Linked DNA regions of Sus scrofa: region 1 is linked to region 2. The links are chromatin contacts, called in public targeted proximity ligation maps. All regions are on one chromosome and are shown on one strand. The core of a region is the stretch at or near the end of the contact, and the rest is flanking DNA. Distances in the headings are between cores, read along the strand shown.

Region 1 (7,264 bases), core at 4,266-6,765, 91 kb after region 2:
AGTTTGCTTATTCTCAAGTTTTGGCAGCCTTGAGCAAATGGTTGTCAGGTTTTTTGTTTTGTTTTGTTTTTAGACAAAACTCCACATTTTATTTTGCTGATTGAGTAAACTGTATTCTACCTACCATTCCCTTTTGCTCCCTCTGTAATTATTTCTAAGACTTTGTTTTTCAGTTGTGGGAGTACTATGAAAGGTTTTCTTTTATAGTCTGAGTTATTTATAATTATGTGTAAGCACACTGTTTATAGAGAATGTAAGTGGTGCATATGTTAACTCAAATACCCTTAAAACACTTAAAATATTTTCCAATAATTTAAATCTTGCCCTCAAAGCAGCTGCAGCCACTTACAGTAAAAGAGAGGAGGTGCATATTAAGGGTAGAAGCATTTAGTGTAATTAATATAGATAAATTTAAATGTCACTTTGGAGGAACTGCGAGGGTTTGCATGAATACCAAGACTTCTTTATTAATAGTGTGAACAAAATAGACAAAAATCTCTATCCTTATGGAGCTTATAAGAAGTAACAATAGCTTCCATATACTAAGGGTGCATTATGTGACTGATGCTTTGGAAAAAAGTGCTTTGCCTATTTCTTTAGTTCTCACAGTGGGTGTTATGATTCCTGTTTACTGAAAGGTTAAGGCATGGTCTTCCAGGGCACCCGGTTAGTCCGTTGTATGGACCAGAAGCTGGAACCCCTTTTGCCTCCACAGCTCACACACTTACCCACTATAAGTGATGCGTTTGTCAATTTGGTGGAGGCCTATAGTCCCACAGGTAATGTAACTTTGGATTTAGTTAACTTTTTTAGTTTTGGATTTATTTAACTTTTCTGTATTGTTTTACTCTTCTTAACATTTTACCTCTGAATATTTGTATCATGTCGAAATTATTTAAATGTCAGAATTCTACTTTGGGGAGTTGCATTTCTTTCTAAATCTTTTTGTCTTTTTGCCTTTTCTAGGGCTGATCCTGCGGCATACGGAGGTTCCCAGGCAGGCTAGGGGTCAAATTGGAACTGTAGCCGCTGGCCTACACCACAGCCACAGCAACACAGGATCCCAGCGACATCTGCGACCTACACCACAGCTCACGGCAACGCTGGATCCTCAACCCACTGAGCAAGTGGAGGGATCGAACCCGTACCTCATGGTTCCTAGTTGGATTCGTTAACCACTGTGCCACGACGGGAACTCCTAAATCTTTTTGAAAATGGAATTACGTTTGTGGAAATCCAGAGAAAGTTGTTTAGCATGTCTCTCTCTATACTTCTTGATCTTAAAAGAATTTATTTATTTATTTATTTATTTTTTGTCTTTTTAGAGCCACACCTGCAGCATATGGAGGTTCCCAAGCTAGAGGCTGAAGTGGAGCTGTAGCCACCGGCCCATACCACAGCCACAGCAACTTGGGATCTCAGCTGAGTCTGCGACTTTCACCACAGCTCACTGCAACCCTGGATCCTTAACCCACTGAGCAAGGCCAGGGATCGAATCCGCGTCCTCATGGATACTAGTCAGGTTTGTTAACCACTGAGCCACAAGTGGGAACTCCAAGAAATTTTTTAGTAGATTAAGACTAGCAATGAATATGTAAGGTTTTTTTTCAATAAAAAATGTTTTGAAAGATTGAAAATGGGAATCCAGCCTCACATTGGTGCCAGCCTTTTAAACTGCAGGTAGCTTTTTCTTGACTGTTCACTTGTATTCTTATTGTATCTTTCCAAAAGGGGTATAAAAGACCATATGAAATGACTGGAATCCTTCAGCATATGAACAGTGGACATAGCCAATTACTAAAACTGCCCAGGATTAACCTATCTTGGCCTGGGAACTTTGATATTAACTGTATGCAGCATTTCTACAAATATTGTCACAGAAAAAGTGTGAGGATAACCTTGGTTTTTCTTCTTTTATGTGAACCTTTCCCTTATTACCTCCTTTGATACTGAAAGTTGATGGTCATCTCTACTAATAGATGAGAGAAGCATGTTTGTCATCAATAGCTAATCCCTTCTGTTTTAAAACATTTCCCTAAACATACATGTTCAGACATGGAGGTCTTTTCAGATATACTGGACTTTCTCCTTCAGGTTTAGTTGTTTTTTGCTGTCGGTTGGATGGTGAAAGAGAAAATGCCCAGGGGTATGAAGGATAATGAGAGATAAATGATAATAAAGGCTGATTGTTTATGATTTTTAGATACCTTTCCAACTACATTTTGATGTTTACTCTAGTGTAGCTGGTGAGTTTTGGAACCAGCTAGACCTGGCTCTGATTCTTAGCTAAGAGTATTGGGCAAGCCACCTAACTTCTCTAAGTCTCAGTTTTCTGATTTATATAAAAGGAATAATAGTAATAACTAACCCACAGGATTGTTTGTAAATATTGGAAACAGCATACTAAATTGCATGGTTCTTGGCACAGAAAGGTGCTCAAGTGCAGGGGGCTCTAAAGTTTAAACTTCATTAGATTCATGGCAATTCCTCCTTTGGAAGACGTAGTCTGGGAATACTTGTCTCCAAACCTGCTTTGTCTTAATTTCTTTTAATGATCCCCTTTGGACTCTGCTTCATTGCCAAGGCAAGATTGGGATCACCTGAAGAACAGACTGAAGCACCATCATCTAGCAATTTAGAGTTTGCAGGATTAATTGTGTGTGAATTAAAAGCCTTGGTAACCCTTTGTCTGCTCAGTTTGCAGCATCTTGCATCTATCACATCAGAAGCAGTTGGTTCATAGAAAGAAATTATTTAGTATTTCATATCAAAGCTAGAGAACTTTGTAAGGAGGATCTACTTGGCTGGCTTATTTGTTTCCATCTTTCACTCCTGAGTCTTCATGCCATCAGGTTTGAAATGTTAGAATTACTTGGCTTTCAGCATTGGGAAAGCTTATCTAATCAGGCATGTGAAGTGGCATATGTCAGATTTCTGTGCTTAGAGAAGGCTAGGGGTGGTGTAGGAGATTATCACTCTTGCTTGTAATTCCTGAGCATTGTTGAGACACTAGGGAAGCAGTGGGAAAATATTAAAAAAAGACTTGTTGAAGTTGGTTATATCAGCCTGACACCCAGCTCCATTTAGGCTGGTCTCATAGGTATATATGACCTAATTTGAATCATGTAATAGTTTATCATTTTTGGGCTAGATGGTGAAGTTTTTCTTTTTCACAGAATTTTGGATTGGGAATTTTACATAAGAATATTTTACATTAAGTAGTGCTTTCTGGTTTATAATTACTTTTATAAATATGATCTTATTTGAGCTACAAATGAAATCTGCTAAAGAGGGATGGCTGGTGATATTTTATTTTTACAGATGAGAACAGTAAGTCTCAAATGGCTTAAGAGAGTTCCTCTAGATCCCATGGTGTGAGTACATAGTAAAACATGATTAGAACTCAGGTCTAGTTTCTAGGGCAGTTTTTGTTTCTTTATAGCACATTGCTTGCTCCATAGTGTCCCTAAATCTGTGTTCTGTTCCCCATGATATGAAAAGATTGTCTGTTGATTAGTTGTGTTAGTTACAGCATGACAGCAGTGAAGCAGAAGTTGAGGATTCTTTCCTCAAATGGGTCAGTTAGCTTTTCCTAAAGCTTTTCTGTGCCTGCAGTAACCAGTAGTCCATGCTGCCTAGACAGCAATGTTGACCCATAGTGAAGGAGGCTGGAGAATGGGGCTAACTCACCTTAACCCATCACAACTTCCGCATGTTCTATCAATGAGTCCATAATGTCATGTTCATTTACATGCATTTTATTTTATTTTTTATTTTTTTATTTTATTTTATTTTATTTTATTTTATTTTATTTTATTTTATTTTATTTTTTGTCTTTTTAGGGCCACACCCGCAACATAAGGAGGTTCCCAGGCTAAGGGTCTAATTGAAGCCGTAGCCACTGGCCTATGCCACAGCCACAGCAGTACCAGATCTGAGTCCTGTCTTCGACTTACAGGACACGGCAATGCCGGATCATTAACCCACTGAGTGAGGCCAGGGATCGAACCTGCGTCCTCATGGATGCTAGTCAGATTTGTGTCTGCTGAGCCACGATGGGAACTCCTCACATGCATTTTATGTTCTCGGTATGTATCTCTTAGTATTTTCTTTCCCTCAGCTGTTTTTAATGTCTTGAGTCTTAGTTCTTCCTGAGTGGCCTGAAGTGACTTTGTTGTTCATTCAAGTTTCTCTTAAATCTCTCAAGAGCATATAGCACGGGCTACTCCTTAATGTAGTTTTATTTCATGCTCTTGCCACTTCTCTCCTTATTATCGTAACCTTAAATTTAAACAGATTATAAATTATGTATACAGATAGGCGTGTCAGTTTTGCACTGTCACTTATGTAAGTGCACTTTAGCATTTCTTCTTTCCTTTTAATCAAAATGAGGAAATAGAAAATGTTTTGTTATGGTAGTTTTACGCATACACCCACAAGGAAATGCATAGCTAGCTTCTGTGGGAACTGTAACTGATGCATTTTAGGGAAGAAAATGCATGATGGCTAAAATTTTAACTCTGCCAAATGGTTATGGGGAAAGAAAGAAAAATGATGAAACTCACGCAATGCACTTCAGTTTAGCTTACTAATTCTAAGGCTAAAAGCTTATATGAATCTGTGGCTTGTTTATGTCTATCTGTATGTAAAGGTATGCTTGCTTTTTCCACAGTAGTGCATTTCACAAGTTGTGGTTTTCATTCAAGGGAGCCATCTTAACAAACGTTCTCTCAGGTATGTGGTGTAGGAAAGCTTACTGCCAAGAGTGGCCGGTTAGTTGAAGGTTTGACATCTCAGTATCAACAGAATGCCAAATGGACCATTTTGTCTTCTCCAGCAATCCAGTTGGACATTTGGCCAGCCATGCCCTGTGGTCAGCTGAGAGCTTTCTCCATAAAGGCCACTGTCATCAAGCCCCATTGCAGTGATGTACCTCTCTCACTAGGAAGAATTTGGCAGTTGTGTATCATGAGAGCTAGGTTTCCCCAGGCTCTGTCATCCAGAGGAGAGCTTTGATAGCAGGATTGTTCTTGTTCCTGAGGCACACGGATTATCCAGAACACATACCATTTGTTGATGGAAAATTGGGAATTGATTATATTTTTTATTCAAGACAGGTTGAAATAAATGAATTTGTTATGTTCACTGCAGTAAAGAAATATTTATGGTTTTGGTAAATTTTAAATTTCAAATTTGATAACTTGGATTTTTGAATTAAACAGACATCCCTACTTTGTGTGTGTGTGTGTGTGTGTGTGTGTGTGTGTGTGTGTATGTATGTGTGTTGGGAGGAAGAGGGATTAAACCTTGGAACTATTTAAAAAAAATTTTTTTTTATGGTAGTGGCTCTTCTCAGTTGGTACCAGAGAATAACTATCTAGAATGCTGTTCAGGTCTAGTGAAATGATTTAGGGAAGTTGTAACTGGTTTAATAACCATCTGTAGAGTGACATAGATCGACACACCCAATTACACAAGACCTAAGGCTGAGAACTGTTGATGTGTAATCATCCCATCAGCATCTGCTCATCATTATCAACAACAACAATGGCTCAACTATTCCTTTGGGGCCACATGAAAAGACAGTGTACCCACAGCAAAGGGCAAGTCAGACCTTACAAAAACATAGTCTTCCCTGACCCCTTGTTCTCAAACTACCCTTTCGTGAGATTTTGAAATAATTCTTTATTTCTTGTTTGTCATTCATTTTCCTTTTTAAATACCCTGCCTTTCCAGCTCAAATTTTTGCCAGAACCAGGAAAGGCAATGTACTATGGGTCATTTTTCTAACCCATTTTTTTGTTGTAACCCTTTATATCTATAACTTCAGACTGTTTTGTGTGTGTGAAAGTATTCAGTATCTTTTCTAGTTCTGACTTTTTTTTACACCTGCTGTCAAATAACTCATGAACACTTTGTAAAATAAATCATTTTGGTCGCTGTGAGTTGGAGGGAAGGAATCAGTTCACAGGAATAAATTGGCAGGTTGACAAGACAATATCTAATAGATTACGGAGCACTTTCTTGTGCATTATCTTTTATGAGACCATTTTTTGAGACCATCTCTCGTTTGTGGAGACTGAGGCAGAGACCCTGTGAGACTGAATCCAGACTCACACTGTAGGTACCAGGGATAGCTGGAGAACCAAAGCCAGGTCTTCTGTCTCTTGCTTGGTATATAGCTAGATCATTATTTTATTGGCAGAAATGGGAGAATCTTTCTGTTTTTAAAAGGTACCCTTTTGCCTTTGGAAGGTATGTTAGTGGTTCTTAGAGTGGAAAGAAGGTAGTTACGTTTTTGCTTTTTGGTAAAAATCTTCGTGTTTTCTCTGATTTTTGTTTTGTTTTGTTTTTAACCAGAGTTGTATGGCATTGCAGGGCTTCTGACTAAGGTGCCTTTTGGGAAATAAGGTGGTATAGAAATGAATGAACTTTTCCATGACATTCTGAAGGAATAGACTTAATCTAGTGACACAGATGTATTCTTTGGTTTAACAACACACTACATACTTTAATTCTGGTGTTTAAATATTTGGTTATCTTATTTCTGGAGCATGAATATCTGTGCACAGAATGGATGCTTAATAGTTCTCATTGATTTGGCAAGTGGTCAAATGCGAGGTGAGTATTGGTAGGGCAGTGCCATGTAACTGCAGTACCAGTCTGAAAGTACATGGCATTGTCTGTCTGTGGGCAGACTGGCTGTGAGACCTAGCTCATTGTTTGAGAGCTGATGTGGAGTTTCAGGAAACACTCTGAGCTGTGGTCAGAAGTCTTGGTATGGGACAGTGTGAGCCCAGGGAATGTGTGTAGATAGGGGGCCATTAAGAAATAGGTTTTATATTTCTTCTAAGAGTGAGGCATTGTGCTTCTTTGTCCAGTTTAGGCTCCTTTTGGTGAGGTAAGGGGAAGCAGAAGAAGAGAAGCAGGAAGTTCCCTGGTGGTGCAGCGGATTAAGGATCCAGCATTGTCACTGCTGTGGCACAGGTTGGATCCCTAGCTCAGGGAACTTGTGCATGCCACGGGTGTAGGGGGAAAATAAAGACCAAGAAGAAGAAGAGGAGAAGCAGTAATTCTTGAGAACTTCCTTGAAGGTTATAGCTGGCTCTAAAGAGTCTTGGTTGAACTAGCTGAGTAAGTAGTCTCTAGGACAAGTGAACTTAACAGAAGTCCCTTTTGTTATACATATAGCTCCCAGGTATTGCTATAAGGTCCATGCTGTCACTGTTTGGAATAGTAGTTGTCCAGTTTGAATGTGCATCAA
Region 2 (6,588 bases), core at 2,021-4,520:
ATAACAAACATTCACTCATTTAAAATATTATTTGCCTTTTCTGTATCCTCTGAAGAAAATAATTGGGGCTGTTTCTTTAATCTCATTTCCGTGATTTGACCTGTGTAACCAGAAACCGCCAGCCATGTTTTTCCATTTAACCCCAGATTTTTAGATCTCACACAGCACCAGTTTTTCAATTAAAAAATGTTTTTAATAAGGGGAAAGTAAGCTGTTCATGCTAAGTCCAAAGCATCCAATGATGTCCAACAGTATCTAAATATCTGTCACAGAGTTTGTGTCATTTGGAGCAAATGTTATCTGTATCATCAGTATCCAGTCTTTCTTATTCTTTCATTATTTAAATATGTTTTAGGGAGTTCCCGTCGTGGCTCAGTGGTTAACGAATCCGGCTAGGAACCATGAGGTTGAGGGTTTGATCCCTGGCCTTGCTCAGTGGGTTAAGGATCTGGCGTTGCTGTGGCTGTGGCGTATGCCAGCAGCTATGGCTCCAGTTGGACCCCTAGCCTAGGAACCTCCATATGCCGCAAGAGTGGCCCAAGAAATGACAAAAAGACAAAATAAATAAATAAGTTTTAAAATATGCTTGTGCTTTTGTACATTCCAAGAACATTAGCAGCTAACATTTGAACTGATCTTTTTTTTTTTTTTTGAACTTTTTTTTTCTTTTTAGGGCCACACCCATGGCATGTGGAAGTTCCCAGCTGCCGGCCTCTGCCACAGCTACAGCATCGCTGGATCCAAGCTGCATCTGTGACCTTAGAACACAGCTCATGGCAGTGCGGATCCTTAACCCACTGAGCAAAGCCAGGGGTGAAACCCTCATCCTCATAGATACTAGCTGGATTCATTTCCGCTGCACCACAATGAGAACTCCTGAACTGTTTTTCAGAGCATATGAAGTGCTCTCATCACACATGTTTTCATATGAGGATGATAGCCACGATCCCTATTTTACAGATAAATTTCCTCATCTGTTATCAGCTCAAAGAGAAAAGAGCAGGGAGGTACCTCATAAGTCAAGAGAGTCCCAAGGGATGGATATTTTCTCTCCTAATGAATGATCGAAGAGCCAATTCTCAGTCTGATGTCCTTTCTGTCTGCTTATTGAAATCAGAGATAGGATAGAAAGGCTTTCAGTTACAGTTTTTCAATTCCTTCTGCTTTTGTCTGTTCATTTCTGGCTCTACTCTTTCGAAAAAAATTATTGTTTCTCACTCTACTCCTGCTATTGCCACCCCCCAGTCAGAGTCCTCTTTCCATTCCAGCTAAACCTCTTCCTGTTCTTAAGAATTGCATCACATTCTTGGCTTACTGTAGACCAACACCCCCACACTGGCACCAGGGAATGTACAGCCCTTCCTTACTAGATGAAAGTTCTTGTCTGGTGAGCACAGAATAAGAGCACTCACTTCCTGACTTCTAGCCCTGGCTGAATTTGTCTCTGGAAAAAATGTATTTCTCAGATTTTTGTTTGTTTATAAATCTCCTTCACTTCAGCCCATCCTTGGAGTGAGCAAGATTTACCAAGTAGGAATGGTGTTGAAGAGCATTTGAGGTGGAGGGAATAGAATGTGTGCCTTGCTGAATGAGCTGTCTACCCTATTGTTCCTTCAGGTTTGTTTTTTGTTTTTTTGACCTCACCTGAAAGTTCCCTTGCCAGAGACTGAACCCATACACAGCAGTGACAATGCCAGTTCCTTAATCCACTGAACCACCAAAGAACTTCTACTCTATTGTGTCTAATTCTTCACTTGGCCCTCATTTTTCAACCCAGCCTAATCTGGCATTGGTTCCCACTGTGTTGAAGGGGCTTTCACTAAAGACAGTGATTCCCCCCACCCCCTGATGATGTTACTAAATCCAGTGGATACATCAGTCACTATCTTAGTTGACTCTGAGCAGCATCTGATTCTAATGACCTCCTAGATGGACTCACCATCTTCCTTTGGTTTCCACACACTAGTATGGTTTTCCTACTTTAGTCATGGATATTCTGTATCCTTTGCAAGCTCCTTTTTCTCTACAAGAGTTTTAGGTGTTGCTGTTGCTCAAGACCCCATCCTATGCCAGCCTCTCTATCCTCTACACATTCTCTGAGAAATCATATCCCTTTCAATGTAGTTGAGATCTACATTCCAGTGATTTCCAAATCTCTACCTTTCCTGAACTCCAGACTTAAATATTCAACTGCCTTCTAGAACCATTTCAATTTGGAAGTTCCTGAAGCCATATTAACTCACTCCTTCAAACTATTCCTCTTCTAATGTTTCTTATCCAAATATATGCTACAACATCTGCCCGGATGCTCTAGCCAGAAACCTAAGATTCAACCTTGCTTACTCTTTTGCTCACTCATCACATTCAATCAACAACCAAGTCCAGTTAAATCTACTTCTTTGGATCTACCCACTTACTCTCATCCCCATCTGGCCTAAGCAATCAATCGCCTCTGGATTTGTGCAAGACTTTGCTAGTTTCCTGCCCCCGGTTTTTCTCTTCTTGTGTCATTTTCCACCACTTATCAGAAACTTTTTTGTAAATGTAATTCTGAACAATTCACCTCCTTTGTTTAAAAATCATTTAGTTGTTCCCACCGTTCATAGGCTATGGAGTCCAAACTTCTTAGCATAGCTCCTAAGCCCTTCATGATCAGTAACCTGCCTACCTGCCATCAGTCTGTGCATCACTCATGCTGGCTTGCAGTGTTTTAAATACAAACTGTTTCCTCCTGCTTCTGGGCCTTCACAAATGCTCTTGCCCTTGCCTGGAACACCCTCTCTAGGACCTCAATTATATGAAGTCTAAATTCTACCCTGAAATTGTCATTAACCTTATCAGAACTGAATTTGGCTACTTAATTTTATATTAATTCTTGGATTAAAACCCAAATTAACTTTATCTAATTTGATATATTTCTTAATTCTTTGAAAAATACATCCAAGGCTATGTTCTAATGAAAATGTATTTGAACTGATTAACTCAGGTCAGGATTGACTTTTACCACAACTGAATGTGAGCTGGAACATATTTTTTTAAATTACTGGAATGTTTTCTCAATTATTATTCACCATGATGTTCTCTCTTTGGAATTTTTTGTTCATTTCCAGTTGGCTTCTAGCACTCTCCTTTCTTACCTCTTAACTCTTCCCCTCTGGTTACCCTACACTTGCCCCTGATTGGATCCAGTTTGCATGCAGTGGTAGCTGCTGTGGGGCTGCGGTTAAATAGAACTGCTCAGACTGCAACAGGAAAGCATTGAATCGAAAGCAAGGGGGAGGAAGCACAAACCGATACCCACCACAAAGCTGCTGAGTGCCCAGCATGACCCAAGCCGCACCCTCTGATGAGGAGTCTTGTGGAGGAGCAAGAAGCCACAGAGTTTAATAAATCATCAGCACAGCCCATTCTCTACTTCCCGTGATCCAGCCTTCTGGGTCACCATGAGTGTCACCAGGTATTGGCCTAAGAAGGTAGGTAATGACAGAAAAGCCACCAGAGAGGCAGAGGCTGGGGAAAAGTCCCCGAAATGAATGGCTGTGGACCATTTATTTCAAAATCCCCTCATAGTGCAGCTCTGTGAGCAGGAACCTCCCAGGGATACAAGTGTTTCTAAGGAGCTCTCTACCTGATATAGGCTCCCATGTTCCCTGAAAAATACACTGGCTACCTGCCTGAAAGGCTGCTTCTAGGAGTGGCCAAAAAAAAAAAAAAATTTATAAAAATCCCTGTGAGAGACAATTAGAGAGCTTTAAATTCACATTAATGTGTAAATGACCATTTTCAGATTTTTTCCTGACTTCGATAGAGGGAGAAGGAGAAAGGGAGGAGATGAGAGCATCAACGATATACTCCACCTACTTTATGATTTTGCCTCTGCCTACCCTTACTACTTATGTTTGCCACCTTTGCTATTAAAGGAGATACTAATTCTTCAGCAGCCAGAACTATAGGGAAAGGAAATGAAAAGTGTGGGAAAATGTGCAATAATTTGGTCTAGATTTTAAATACTGATCAGGTTGGGAACTCCTTGAAACTGTAGAGTCTCACAGTGGATCATTACTCATCACCTCCGAATCTGAGGAGGTGAGAGCTGGGCCCTGCTTTTCCAGCTGGAGAAGCAGAGAACAGAAACTGGGCGGGGGCGGGGGGTGGGGGGGCATCTTGGGCTGGAGGAAAGGCTGCTTTGTTTGGCTGGAAGTGGGCACTTGTGTCTTCAGAGAGTGCCAGACTCACACTTTAGATAACAGAACAGGAAATACAGTTAGTGCAGCTGGAGTTGGGGGGGTGGGGGGTAGAGAACATACCGTGTACCCAAGACCACTAAGTTACTCATTGGCCTTTCTGCTTCTCACTTTTCTATCCTGCAAGCGGCCAGGACCGACTGTGGAAGCATTGGGAAATAGGTGCAACGTGCCCTGCTGCCTACCCCTTTCCCTTGCAGCCTTCTCACCCCTCCCATCATGTTCAGTTTCTTTCTCTTCAACCCAGAAAATTTCCGAGATCTAGATCATCAATGAAATTTAAAGGGAGGAATATGGGCACTTGGATAGGAGGTGAGGCAAAGAATTCTGGAGTAAGATGGACCATCTTCTCTCACAAGGCCAGAGCCTCAAGTGGTAAACATGGCCTCTGTTTTAGCAACCCCAACAGCAGTGAGTTGGAGGGTGTCCTAATCAAAGAAAAAGGGAATGAGGTTGTAGTCAGGTGACTTTGTTTTGAAACTGTCCCCCCTCCCTCTTTTCTTTTCTCCCTCTTCTTTCCTCCCTTCCCTCCAGAAAGGAAGGGAGGGGAAAGCGGCCATAGAATGGGAAACTCCTCCAGGCTCAGAGGAATGCTGCAAGCTTCCCCGGCCTGAGTGCCTGCCTAGATTTTGCCCACTTTCTTCAGTGACAAGGACATTCCTCTTGTTAAACCCTCAAGTTGTGTTTAATAATTATGTGTGATCCAAACTGCAGGATTGGGGTGACTATGCTCCCTAGATGCCATCTTTCAACTGGTGACCTGCCTTAACAAATTACATTCCTTAGAACAAGGAAAATTCACAATATGAGTGCCAAGAGGGAGAGACAGGGCGTGTGAGCCACTTTTTGGAAAAGCTTACTTATGAAATAAGAGACGATTTGCAGGGAGGGTATCTAGAGTAAAGAATGGATTTCATTCTTTTTTTTAAATTGAGAGAGTTTTAGGTATGTTTACACACTTGAGAAAGATCATAGTGAGAGATGCTAAGCAAGTCATTTCATTTCTAAACTATGATTCTCTCATCTGAGGTAAAAAAAAGGAGAGGTTTCTATAAAGATTACAATTAAAATCAAATCCACAGTAGTAGCTTGTATACTGTAAAGCCCTTTAAACATGTTAATTATTATAACTATCATCATCTAATGACTATACGGATGAGTAAGCCCTGGTCACAGCTGTTCTGTCTCTGTTTCTTCTACCCTGTATGACAGAGATGTTAAGGAAGAGATGGGCTCTTGAGAAGGCAGGGCCAAGACACATAAGGAAGAGGCTAATTAATCCTGAGGTGATTTGTTTCTAGCCATGCTTTGAACCTTAGGGTGATGGGGTCTGTGCTGTGTGCATGTGTCTGACTAGATACTAGATAGTTTGTTACCAAATGATACTAAATGTACCCAATATTATTTAACTTATTCAATTCTTATTTTTATTTCTGATTTTATTATCTTATTTATTATTTTAAATAATAATAAATTTCAGATCCAACAGCTCTCTTAAAAGCTCTAATTTGGGCAAAACATTTTTAGAAACTAAAAATACCCTTCTTGAAATGCAAGGGGATGTACAAAAAATACATGGATTTCTGCTTAGACAAAGGAGCAGTTTCCTTGAAGTTACCTGATGTTAATCCACAGTTTTTGTAAGAAGGGTTAACCTTTTATCTTTTTTGGCTATTTGCAGAATTACATTATATTTTTGCTTTAATGCAAATTTGGCAATAGCAATCATGATTCCTTTTACCAAATAATTCCCATCAGCTCTATACAGCATTATATACTCAGCAAATCAATCTTTATGCTCCCAATTATTTGCTTTGCAACTTTGCTTTGAACCATCCCACCCCTGTTTCTACAGTTTGCAGTAAAGATAACCTGCAAATTCCACTCCCACGTTTTCTCTCCCTTTCCCATGAGCTTTCCAACCTTGAGATGATTTATGCCTTCATTTCTGGGCGTTTCTCTTCACCTATTCCTTACTGTCCCTCCTCCATCTCTTCGTTCATCCTCCTCTTCCCCTGGCCCCTCTCCACCTCCAGCTTTTATTACTAGCAACCCCTTGGGCCAACCCACAGTATGCTCCTTCATGCATTATGTGAACACACTTTTTGAGGGCACTGAATGGAACAACCTGGTGTAAAGTTCACATGTTTAGAGTGTACAATTCAATGTACATACATACATACATACATACATACATACATACATACATAGAGGTACATCTGTCACCTTAATTAATTTTAGAACATTTTCATTATTCCCCCAAAGAAACCTTATACCAGTAAACAGTCACTCACTATTTTCACTCCCCACCTCACCCTTTTGCTCCCCCTAATTCTAGGCAACC

What was found.
Region 1: a targeted proximity ligation map of alveolar macrophages shows a contact between it and region 2. A contact is called at or near these places in 1 of 47 Hi-C or Micro-C datasets (blood) and 2 of 2 datasets of targeted methods (alveolar macrophages and skeletal muscle).

What each region holds. Positions count from the first base shown.
Region 1 is chr4:100,996,021-101,003,284 of Sscrofa11.1, forward strand. The region is part of intron 1 of NOTCH2 (neurogenic locus notch homolog protein 2); the gene reads left to right. Among named protein-coding and RNA genes, the nearest start is that of NOTCH2, 48 kb to the left of the region's middle.
Region 2 is chr4:100,907,206-100,913,793 of Sscrofa11.1, forward strand. The region is part of intron 2 of LOC110260433 (a long non-coding RNA gene); the gene reads right to left. Among named protein-coding and RNA genes, the nearest start is that of NOTCH2, 41 kb to the right of the region's middle.